Regions from separate parts of the Capra hircus genome. Here region 1 is linked to region 2. The links are chromatin contacts, called in public Hi-C maps. All regions are on one chromosome and are shown on one strand. Each heading gives the region's core, a stretch centred on a gene start, on an enhancer-like site or on the middle of the called end of the contact. The rest is flanking DNA. Distances are from core to core; before and after follow the strand shown.

Evidence for each region. A called contact is a pair of places that touch in the nucleus more often than the background predicts.
Region 1: a Hi-C map of blood shows a contact between it and region 2, with 3 times the contacts expected there. The contact joins the enhancer-like site here to the promoter of MRPS23 in region 2. A contact is called at or near these places in 3 of 5 Hi-C or Micro-C datasets (blood and liver).

What each region holds. Positions count from the first base shown.
Region 1 is chr19:8,398,424-8,403,305 of ARS1.2, forward strand. No RefSeq gene overlaps it. Among named protein-coding and RNA genes, the nearest start is that of VEZF1, 7.8 kb to the left of the region's middle. Within about 2 kb of position 1,813, at least 1 of the 5 cell types and tissues checked has an H3K27ac peak or open chromatin away from gene starts, as enhancers often do.
Region 2 is chr19:8,262,406-8,267,025 of ARS1.2, forward strand. It overlaps MRPS23 (28S ribosomal protein S23, mitochondrial), which reads right to left and starts at 2,573. Exons shown (of 5, transcript XM_018064100.1): 1 at 2,413-2,573; 2 at 1,434-1,604. The coding sequence starts at 2,456.

The DNA of each region.
Region 1 (4,882 bases), core at 563-3,062, 140 kb after region 2:
CTAGGCCTGACCCTGTCCTCTGCAAGCTGTTTTACTGACCTTACATTAAGTCCCTCCCCAACTTCCTAGCTCCCAGCTGTTTCCTCTTATTTTTCCAGCTTCCTCGCTCCTCACCCACCCCACAACCTCTCATTTCACTTTCTCTCCCCCTTCCTCCCCTTTTATTCAGCAGTGAATGCTGACAGCAGATGGCAAGCATTCAATTCAAGCCAGCGAAAATGTGTCCAAAGCATCAGGTAAAAGGCAGTCCCAGAAATAAGAATCCTGGGGGTTGCAATACACACACAGTCTGCCTCTCACTAATTTATCCTTTAGATGGGAAAGGCATATGTTTATTCTTCGCATATGGAAGAATTATCCTCAGACAAAATTTATTAAAACTAAATTAGATAACTAGTTTTGCTTAGTTATGCTTCTCAGGGACAAGGGGATTTTTTTGGTTTGCATTAGAATTGATAAATTTTATCCCTAACTTGTCCAGGACCTACAGTACATTTAGCAAAACTCATGAAGCCTTAGGAAGTCCCCACGTATGTTCTATACGCATTCATTTAGCTAAAGATCAGTTACTCTGATCACTTAAGCAAAGCTTATGGAAGGTTCACGTTCATACAATCTGTGTTTAGCTTTCTCCCCACAGAAGAGCTGAAAAAACTGAAAGGAAACCTCGACTGCTAGAGGGAGGTTTGGGATTTGTTCCACAGTGATCTTAAAACCACAGGAATTTGGGGATGGAAATGTACCTGAGAAAACAGGAAAGGGAGAGGGAAAAGGCACCCCAAGACTACAGCTTCAATCAGTAAAGTTTAAGTCTCCCCCATGGTTCTAAGAAACCTGGTAAACACCTAGTCCTAGAGATACTGCATGGATGCTATCTAATCAGCTCAGCTTCAGCCCAAAATTCAGGCTGTGCTATCTCCAACCTAGAATGATATATTCTAGGTTTTGAAAGGCTAGCCAAGACACCCTAGATACTAACTTTTCAGTTCATAATGGATTGGACAAAACAAAGACCTCCTAATGTGGATTCTCTCCTTAGAAAAATGGCTCATGTGTAGAACTATGCCATAACTATCATCCTTTTTCAGTAAGGAAATATTTATGAAGCATCTATTTAAGGCCCAGAACTGTACTAGTCAGTCACTGGAATATGTTTAAGAATCTCCTCCAATAGAGAAATCAAAACTTGAAATAATTATAGACTAGTTAAATGTTTATACAAAATGATTATAAGAGCACTGGGAAGAAAACAAAACATTAAAGGGGCTACTTGTCGTGCTAAACGAGACTTCACTTCATTGGTTCTCACATAACTGACAGCTTTGACACTGGGCTGTCATCTAGGGCTGAATATCACAACTAATGCCTAATAGGCTGTACGCTCAGGACCAAGTATAACGCAGACTGTTACTGCAAACCAGAAAGTCATCACACGTTGCTTTTAAAGCTGATAAAGCAATTCAATACGGTTTCGTGTATCAGATCTATCTTGCTAATAAGAATTTAAGTGTACACTTAGCTAACAAAACAAGTGCATGTTTACATTTATCAATTCTCAGGATCTTTTTCGTGCTACTATCCTCTGAGACTGTAGCTTGGTAAGAGTAGCTAGCCAGGCTCTGGTCATTGTCTGATCTGCTTTCTGTGGGGCCAGTGTGACCAGAAGGGGTCAAAAGAGGGCAAGGGCTTCTCTGATGTTGGCTGTGCACTGCACACTGGAAAGCCAGGGAGCTAAGTACCCCACTTTGTACTGCTGGGCTCTGGTCACTGTGACAAGATGAACACTTTGAAACAGCCCCATCAACCTGGCTAAGAACATGGATCAAAGACAGCACCACGGGGCACCCTGGTGGCATCAAGTGGGTATTACAGGTAGTGACCACTTGGGTCAAAGACTTCTTTCCCCCCAACCTCTCCACTGGGAAAAGGCCGGTTTAAAAAAAATATAGTAATAAAATAAACAAGAGCTTGTCACTAGAAGACATAGACTCAAGTTCTGTCACTTTAACATCTTTGAGTTCATTTCCTCCAACTCCAAAATAAGGCTAGAAACATTGGAGAATTAGAGTCAAAGCACTCCAAAAACAAACAAACCAACCAACCAGCTGCTACTTCCACCAAGTATTTGTCCTATGTCCTTGCATTTCCCCCTCTAACTTCTCCACTAAGAAGGCAGAAAATGGCACAAACTCTTGAAGTCACGACTTTGGAAATAAGCCCAATCTGACTGGAGGACCACAGTACATATAAGATCTAAGCTATGCAGTTCACCTGCTGAGGATTTCATGACCGTATTCATACATAAACAGTAAGGTCAGTGTTGTGCACCAAGCATCTTAGAAAAAGTGTCAGAAAGTTATTAATACAGATTTTGGTCTCTAGTTTACCATGTAGCTGGAGGAAATCAAAACATACATGAAATCAGACAACAGTTTAAGGGCAACATGGAGGTGTACACATTACGTGACACCATGCTGAAGAAAAGCAAAGCAGAAACACAATGCAATTAGTGCTTCAGTCTTTCTTTAGATCGTTCTTTAGACTAAGAATGCTTTAGTCTTTAGCAGATCATGAAGGGAAGTTTTCAAAGGCAAAAGTAATGTGAGTGCTTTCAAGATTTGTGAGTTTCCAGAGTTCATGGCTTTGAGAACTGCTTATGCTAGCTGATCCTCTATCAGCCTAAGGATCAGGGTCAGGGTCCTGGAGTAACGTTAAGATTTCCAAGCCAGTAAATATACTACCCAGTTTCTTCATTCTATCTATAAATCTCTTTATGGATAACTACTAATAAAGAACCAAAATAATTCAACCCTAATGAGAAAACTGTAGAAACTCATTGAGACAGGATTACTAAATTCAGAACTAATTTAAGGCTTCTTCTGTAAGAATTATGCTTAATAATGGACAATCCAGGAGAAAGCAGGGAGACCTGGGTTTGGAAGATCCCTTGGAGAAGGGAAAGGTTACCCACTCCAGTATTCTGGCCTGGAGAATTCCATGGACTATATAGTCCATGGGGTCGCAAAAGAGTCAGACACAACTGGCTTTCGCTTTGTGAGAAAGTGAGAGGGAACTCCTCTGCTCCTAAAGGAGACACATCAATTCTACAGGATCTGCACTGAAGTTTGGCACATCTTGCAACAAGGCAACTGTTTTACTTTGCAAGACTGATTTGGGGGACAGTACTTGTTTCTACGGTTATACGTGGCTTAAGCTACTGTTTAAACGAGCTGGCCCTGGAGCACAGGCTGGGCCATGCAGGGCCACTTGTGTGCTGCTTCCTTCAGTGCTACACAATCTAGGGTTGGTTCAGTCTGCAGATGCATTAACTGCAGATCCAGAAGGCTGCCTGTAGCCATTTTTACACTGTGTGGCAGGTCAGCACTTCTAACAGGAATGGTCAACAGTAATTTGCACTTCCTAGTTTCACAGCTGAGAAATTATCTGATGCAATGTTAGGATTACCACTTTCTCTAATAATCTACCCAGTCAACCAATACTTTGTGGACTAGGTTTCTATACCATTTTGCTTTTAAGGAGTACTAAAATTCTTTCTCTGTCAATCAACATTTATTAAACCGTGCCAACTGGAGGTGGAAAACAAATCCAAATAGCGTTTTGAACTCCATCTAGTAAGTAAACATTTGGCTCACTGGGAAATACCAATACAACAAAAATTCTACTGGGTAGAAAAAATTAACATACGAATTTCAACAGTAATAAAATTGTGAGACTAAATGCATCACAGAGAACACAGCTATTTTATGGGTTTCAAAGCTTGGTTTTTATAATTTCAGAAATTATAACTTGACAGTAATAAGGACTTGAAGCAGCAGGGTGACTACTAATAAGGGCAGAAAAGTTTGAAAACATAAAATATATAGAAGTAAAAACAATCATGATCAGTAAAAAATGTTTACCAGATCACCCAGAGCAGGGAAAATGTGATTGAAAATGGTGATAAATTGTAGACTACATTCCAGTTTCATACTAGATGAGCAGCAGTTTTAGGAAGATCAGGCTGGATGGCCAGGATGGAGGTGGCCAGTTAACTGGTTTTTCATTTCTTCAGTAATGATTTTGGGTGTGCGGACAAAGATGTCAGCATGGCAAATGAAGTTGGGAGACAAATTCAAATAGCAGTTTCAAGTACTCTATCTGGGAAGTAAACAAAACTTTATTCTTAAGTGACAGACACAAATGCACTGTAGCTAAAAACTGGTTATATTAAGACACAGAACTTGATTTTCACCATGCTACACGTTTGCTCTGTAGTGTCAGAGAACAAAGGAATCCATTTTTGTAGTGAGCTTGTTAACCAACAAGCACACTTACTGTCATGTACACTTGTAGTGTACTGTTAACCAACATCTTACATTTCGTCTAAGTTGTGCGTGCTCAGTTGCTTCAGTCACGTCCAACCCTTTGTGACCCTGTGGACTGCAGCCCGCCAGGCTCCTCAGTCCTTGGGATTCTCCAGGCAAGAGTACTGGCGTGGGTTGCCATGCCCTCCTCCAGGGGATCTTACTGACTGGGACTGAACCAGCACCTCCTGCACTACAGGTGGATTGCTCACCGCAGAGCCACCAGGGACGCCCCTTAACGTTGTGGATGTCACTTATTTTGTAATTCAAGAAACAAAATTCTCCAAAAACTGTTAGAAATATCAGGAGATAAAAAGGTGGAAAATGTCTTAATGTTACTTGAAGGACTGATTTCCAACTTGCAAACAGAAGAACCTGAGTCTATTTACTGGTTACTTACTCAAGATACTCAGAAAGGGAAGTAAGATAATTAAAATGTCTCTATTTCTCTTCTAAGCAACTGAATCGAGTAATCTTTCGAGTATCTACGCACTGCACAACATTGTGCTATGGAAGAC
Region 2 (4,620 bases), core at 1,323-3,822:
GTTACAGCATGTGAACTCTCAGTTGCGACAGGTAGGACCTAGTTCCCTGACTAGGGATTGAACCTGGTCCCCTGTATCGAGAACAAGGAGTCTTAGCCACTGAACCATCAGGAAAGCCCTGGCTTCTGGGTTTTTATGTCACACGTAGGCAGGCTTTTATCAACATCATTGGGATTATTTTTCAATTATCCCATGTTTTCTTCTATTACTTTCATGATTTCGCTTTTTCCACTAAGGTTTTGGCTTCCTAGATGGCTCAGTGGTAAAGAGTCCACCTGCCAATGCTGGAGACAAAGGAGACTCAGGTTCTATCCCTGGGTCAGGAAAATCCCCTGGAGGAGGACATGGCAACCCACTTCAGTATTCTTGCCTGGAGAATCCCACGGACAGAGGAGCCTGGTGGGCTGCTGTCCATGGGGTCGCAGAGTCAGACGCAACTGAGCAAGCACACACTCACTTTGATACACCTGAAATTTACTTTGTTGTTGTAAGTCCTTAAAGTATCAAAAACACCAAAACAAACCAAAAAAGCCAAAAAAGATAAAGGTTCAAAAAACTATTTAGGTCCAGTGTTATAATCTGGGCATTACGAGCAACAAAAGAGGACGCAGTAAAATGTTTCATTCTTCAATGACCACCGCCCAGTTCCACTGCCACCCACACCGCAGAAGCACCAACGATGTTAGCATACAAATAACCCTGAGAGCATCCCGACCAAGTGAATGGAATGGGCCAGACCAGAAAGTACTGGAAAAACACTTAATGCCCTAAAGATCTCTGAAAATTTCCAAATAGAGCCAGAACATACTTCTTCTCCTACCTCAGAGGCGTGTTGGGCAAGGGGGGCAGTATGGTGTTCCTCGAGGGAAAGGTGGGCGCCTGGACCTCAATAAAGAATATGATGACTTTCTAAGTTTTTTTCTTATTCAGGAATAGGGGCAAGAATAAGGGATATGTATTCATTTCAATTAGACACAGTCTCTGATCCTAACATTCCAGATGTTAAAAACTGACATCAGTATTTAAGGGAAAGAGATTTGTCCTGTGAATTCCCAGTCAAGTTGACCTCCTTGAGCCTCACAGTTCTCATGACTAAAACGGAGAGGATACCTATCTTGCAGGGTTAGAGTAAGACCTAAATGAAGTAACGTTTGCTAGGGGCTTAACACAGTGCCAGCGACCAAACAGATGCCCAGAAACAGGTAACTATAACTGCAATGGCTGGTCAGCTGCTGGGCACCAGGTTCTACTCCCAACTTCTGCTTCTCTGTCCTGGGGGAGGGGCACTGATTCCCTAATCTGGCGAGATGGACAAGACCACCTACACAGGGCAAGTCCTTACTCAATTCCTATTTAAGTGGCCAGTCTGCTGGCTAAACCTTTCCTTCTGAAGTTGGGCCGCCTCTGGCCCACCGCATGGGCTCCACACTCACGCTCTAATCTGATCCTCGTGGTAAAAGATGTCCTGGGTAGGAGATTTAGCTTTGCCATATCGCAAGCGAGGCCTTCGGAAGACTGGCTCCCGCAGTGGAGGGAAGGCGTTATATATGTCAAACCAAAGGGGTTTCTCCTTCAGCACCCCAGCCCGAATCAGGTCTCGCGTCCTGAAGGAAGGGTAAAGAACAAAGGTCAGTAAGTGACAACAGCCTGTCTGAGCCCCTGATGCAGCCTGAGACACTGGCAGGGTCGCGGAGTCCAGAAGACAACCGGAAGGAGGGCAGGTAGGGGGTCCTCTACCTGCTAAATGGTAAAATGTTTCCAAACTCCAAACCAACCAAACAGTGCTCAGGGTTAATCCACCTTCTCATGTGCGTTCCACTCCCCTCGCCTCATCCACGTCCCATCAAGGAAAATGCAAAGACTGTTCTGGCCAGGCCCAACAGCCCCATCCTCCCTTACTTCTCCCAGAGACCTACACTTGGAGCTCGGCTGGTAAAGAATCCGCCTGCAATGCAGGAGACCCCGGTTCAATTCGTGGGTCGGGAACATCCCCTAGAGAAGGGATAGGCTACTCATTCCAGTATTCTTGGGTTCCGATGGTAAAGAACCGCCTGTAATGCGGGAGACCCAGGTTTGATCCCTGGTTTGGGAAGATCCCCTGCAGAAGGGAAAGGCTACGCAACGCACTTCAGTATTCTGGCCTGGAGAATTCCATGGACTGTGTAGTCCAAGGGGTCGCAGAGTCGGACACGACTGAGCGACTTTCACTTCATTTTCCACTTGGAGAGCGGAAAGGTGCGATCTTGAACGTGCGAGCTAAGAAATTCGAGGGGTGACGCAGCCAAGCACAATTTTTCAGAAGCAGGACAAAGCACGAGAGAGGCCTGGCCAGGATCAGACCCACCCAAGAAAGGGCGTAAAAGGGGGAGACGCCCTCGCGCCCTCGGCACACCCCCGGCTCCGAGCACGCACCGCGTGAAAATGCTCCCCACGGTTTCCAGCCGGCTCCCCGCCATGCCCGGGACCTTGGATCCCGCGCTGTCCCTGTACCGGAACCGGAAGCGCCTGCGGCAGGTAAAGTGGGAGAAAGTCGCGGGCCGAGCCACCGATCGCAGTGCCCGGGTTGCGGCTTCAACGGGAGGGCGGGGCCAGGCAGAAGCAAAGGATGGCCGAATCTCCGCACCCTCGGCTACACGCCAGGCTCAGACAGGAGCACTCGATAGCCGAGCCGCCAGGGCGGGAGAGAGCCACAGCCGGGCAAAAGCAATACATGACCGATCCAGGGGAGGGGTTAATTGTCGCTTTACCCTTTCTGGCCACCGCTGCCTTCAAGGAACGAGGGAAGATGATGGGGAGAGAGTAGGGAGACGCAGCCTAGGTCCTGAGGGAGCCAACAAGGCGAGGAATTCATAAGGCAGAGATCAGAGATCACCAGCTCTAGGCTCCGTCTGCGACTCATTTTGGTTGGAGCCACATGTGGTGACCCAAGGACGGAAGAGCAGATAACCAAGGAGGGTCTTGGAACGCAGGAACGGAAAAACCAGACCCTCATCGTCCTCCCCTCCCCCACGGTGTAACTATTAATGGAACAGTATAACCTGTCTCGCCTCCTGCCCCGTAGGGGGGAGGCATTTGCCCTACTCTTTCCCCCACCCAGTATAGGAGCCTCATCCAATCAGCAAATGACCCGCAAGACCCCTATCGCACTCCTTGTACCCTGGCTATAAAAGTGGTCTAAGGACCCCCCTGAACTGAACTGAAGGACCCCCCTCCCCCATTCAAGGTCGGTTCTCCCTTGAATTGGCTCGCTGTTCTAACAGCATCTCCCACTCTAATAAGCTTTATTCTTCTTTCATTCTGTCTAATGTCTGGAAATTCTTTTCCAACCCGCGCCGGGACCACGATATCACGGTCTATGCAGAAGGAAACCCAGCCCCGTGGAGGGACGTCACCAGACCAGGGTCACTCTGGAGCCCAAGCCTCCTTCCTGCATCTCCTGCCCTTAAGCGCTCCCCACTAAACCCTTTGGCCCTGAAGCGCCACCTGCATCCGGTCGCTGCAGACAGCTAGTGTTTTCTCCCCGGGAGGCGTCGCTAGCTAGCTGCTCCTTGGAGCTTGAAAAGTGAAAGTGTCCGGAACAAACAAATTCCGAGAAGGAAACTCAAAAATCTGGGGGAAATACACTCTCAGGATAACCTTTTAGCCCCATAATCATACTTTGCGTAAAGTATCCTGCAGAAATTAAAGCACAGTTTCACAAGGATATTTGTGCAAGGACCGTCGCTGCAGCATTGTCCGTGATGCACCCTCCCATCCATCGAGCGGGAAATGGCTGGAAAACTATGCTTCATATAATCAGTGGAGGCTTATGCAGCTATTAACACCAACCAGCTAGACCCACATGTATTGCCGCAGATGAATGCCCGTGACTTACTGTAAAATGAAAAAGGAACTTGCAGAGAAGCGTCTTTAACCTGTTACAAGGAGAACGTTTTCCAGTGTTTGTGTTTGCATGGAGACAGAAACTATGTGGAAAGGCGCCCATGGGCTGTGAAAGTTGATGATCTCCAGTGAGATTGCAGGAGGGGAAGAGAGACTTTTTTTCTTTATGTGTCCCTTCAGAGTTTGACCTGTGAAGAGTCTATATTCATGGGTGTTTTTTGAAGACAGAGGTCTTCTGGGGCGGTGGGGAGAGCTGTGCTGGGTCCCCATTGGTGTGTGGCTTTCTCTGGTTGCAGCTGAGTAGGGGCTGCTCTGGTTGTGCCGTGCGGGCTTCTCATTCTGCGGCTCCTCTGGTCGTGGGACACAGGCTCTAGGGCGTTCAGGCCGCAATCATTGCAGCTCCCTGGCTCCAGAGCGCCGGCTCAGCGGTTGGGGCACACGGGCTTGGTTGCTCCCACGCCTGTGGGATCTTCCCAGGCCAGGGATCAAACCCGTTTCTCCTGCACTGCAGTGGATTCTTTACCACGGAGCCGCCAGCGAAGCCCCTGCATTCACTTCTGAACTTTTGAATCTAAGGGAAAAGCTCTTGGGAAAGACTCTGATGTAGGGAAAGATTGAAGGCAAAAGGAGAAGAGGGCGGCAAAGGATGAGACAGTTGGATAGCATCACCGATTCAGTAAACATGAACTTAGGCAAACTCCAGAAGATAGTGAGGGGCAGGGAGGACTGGCGTGCTGC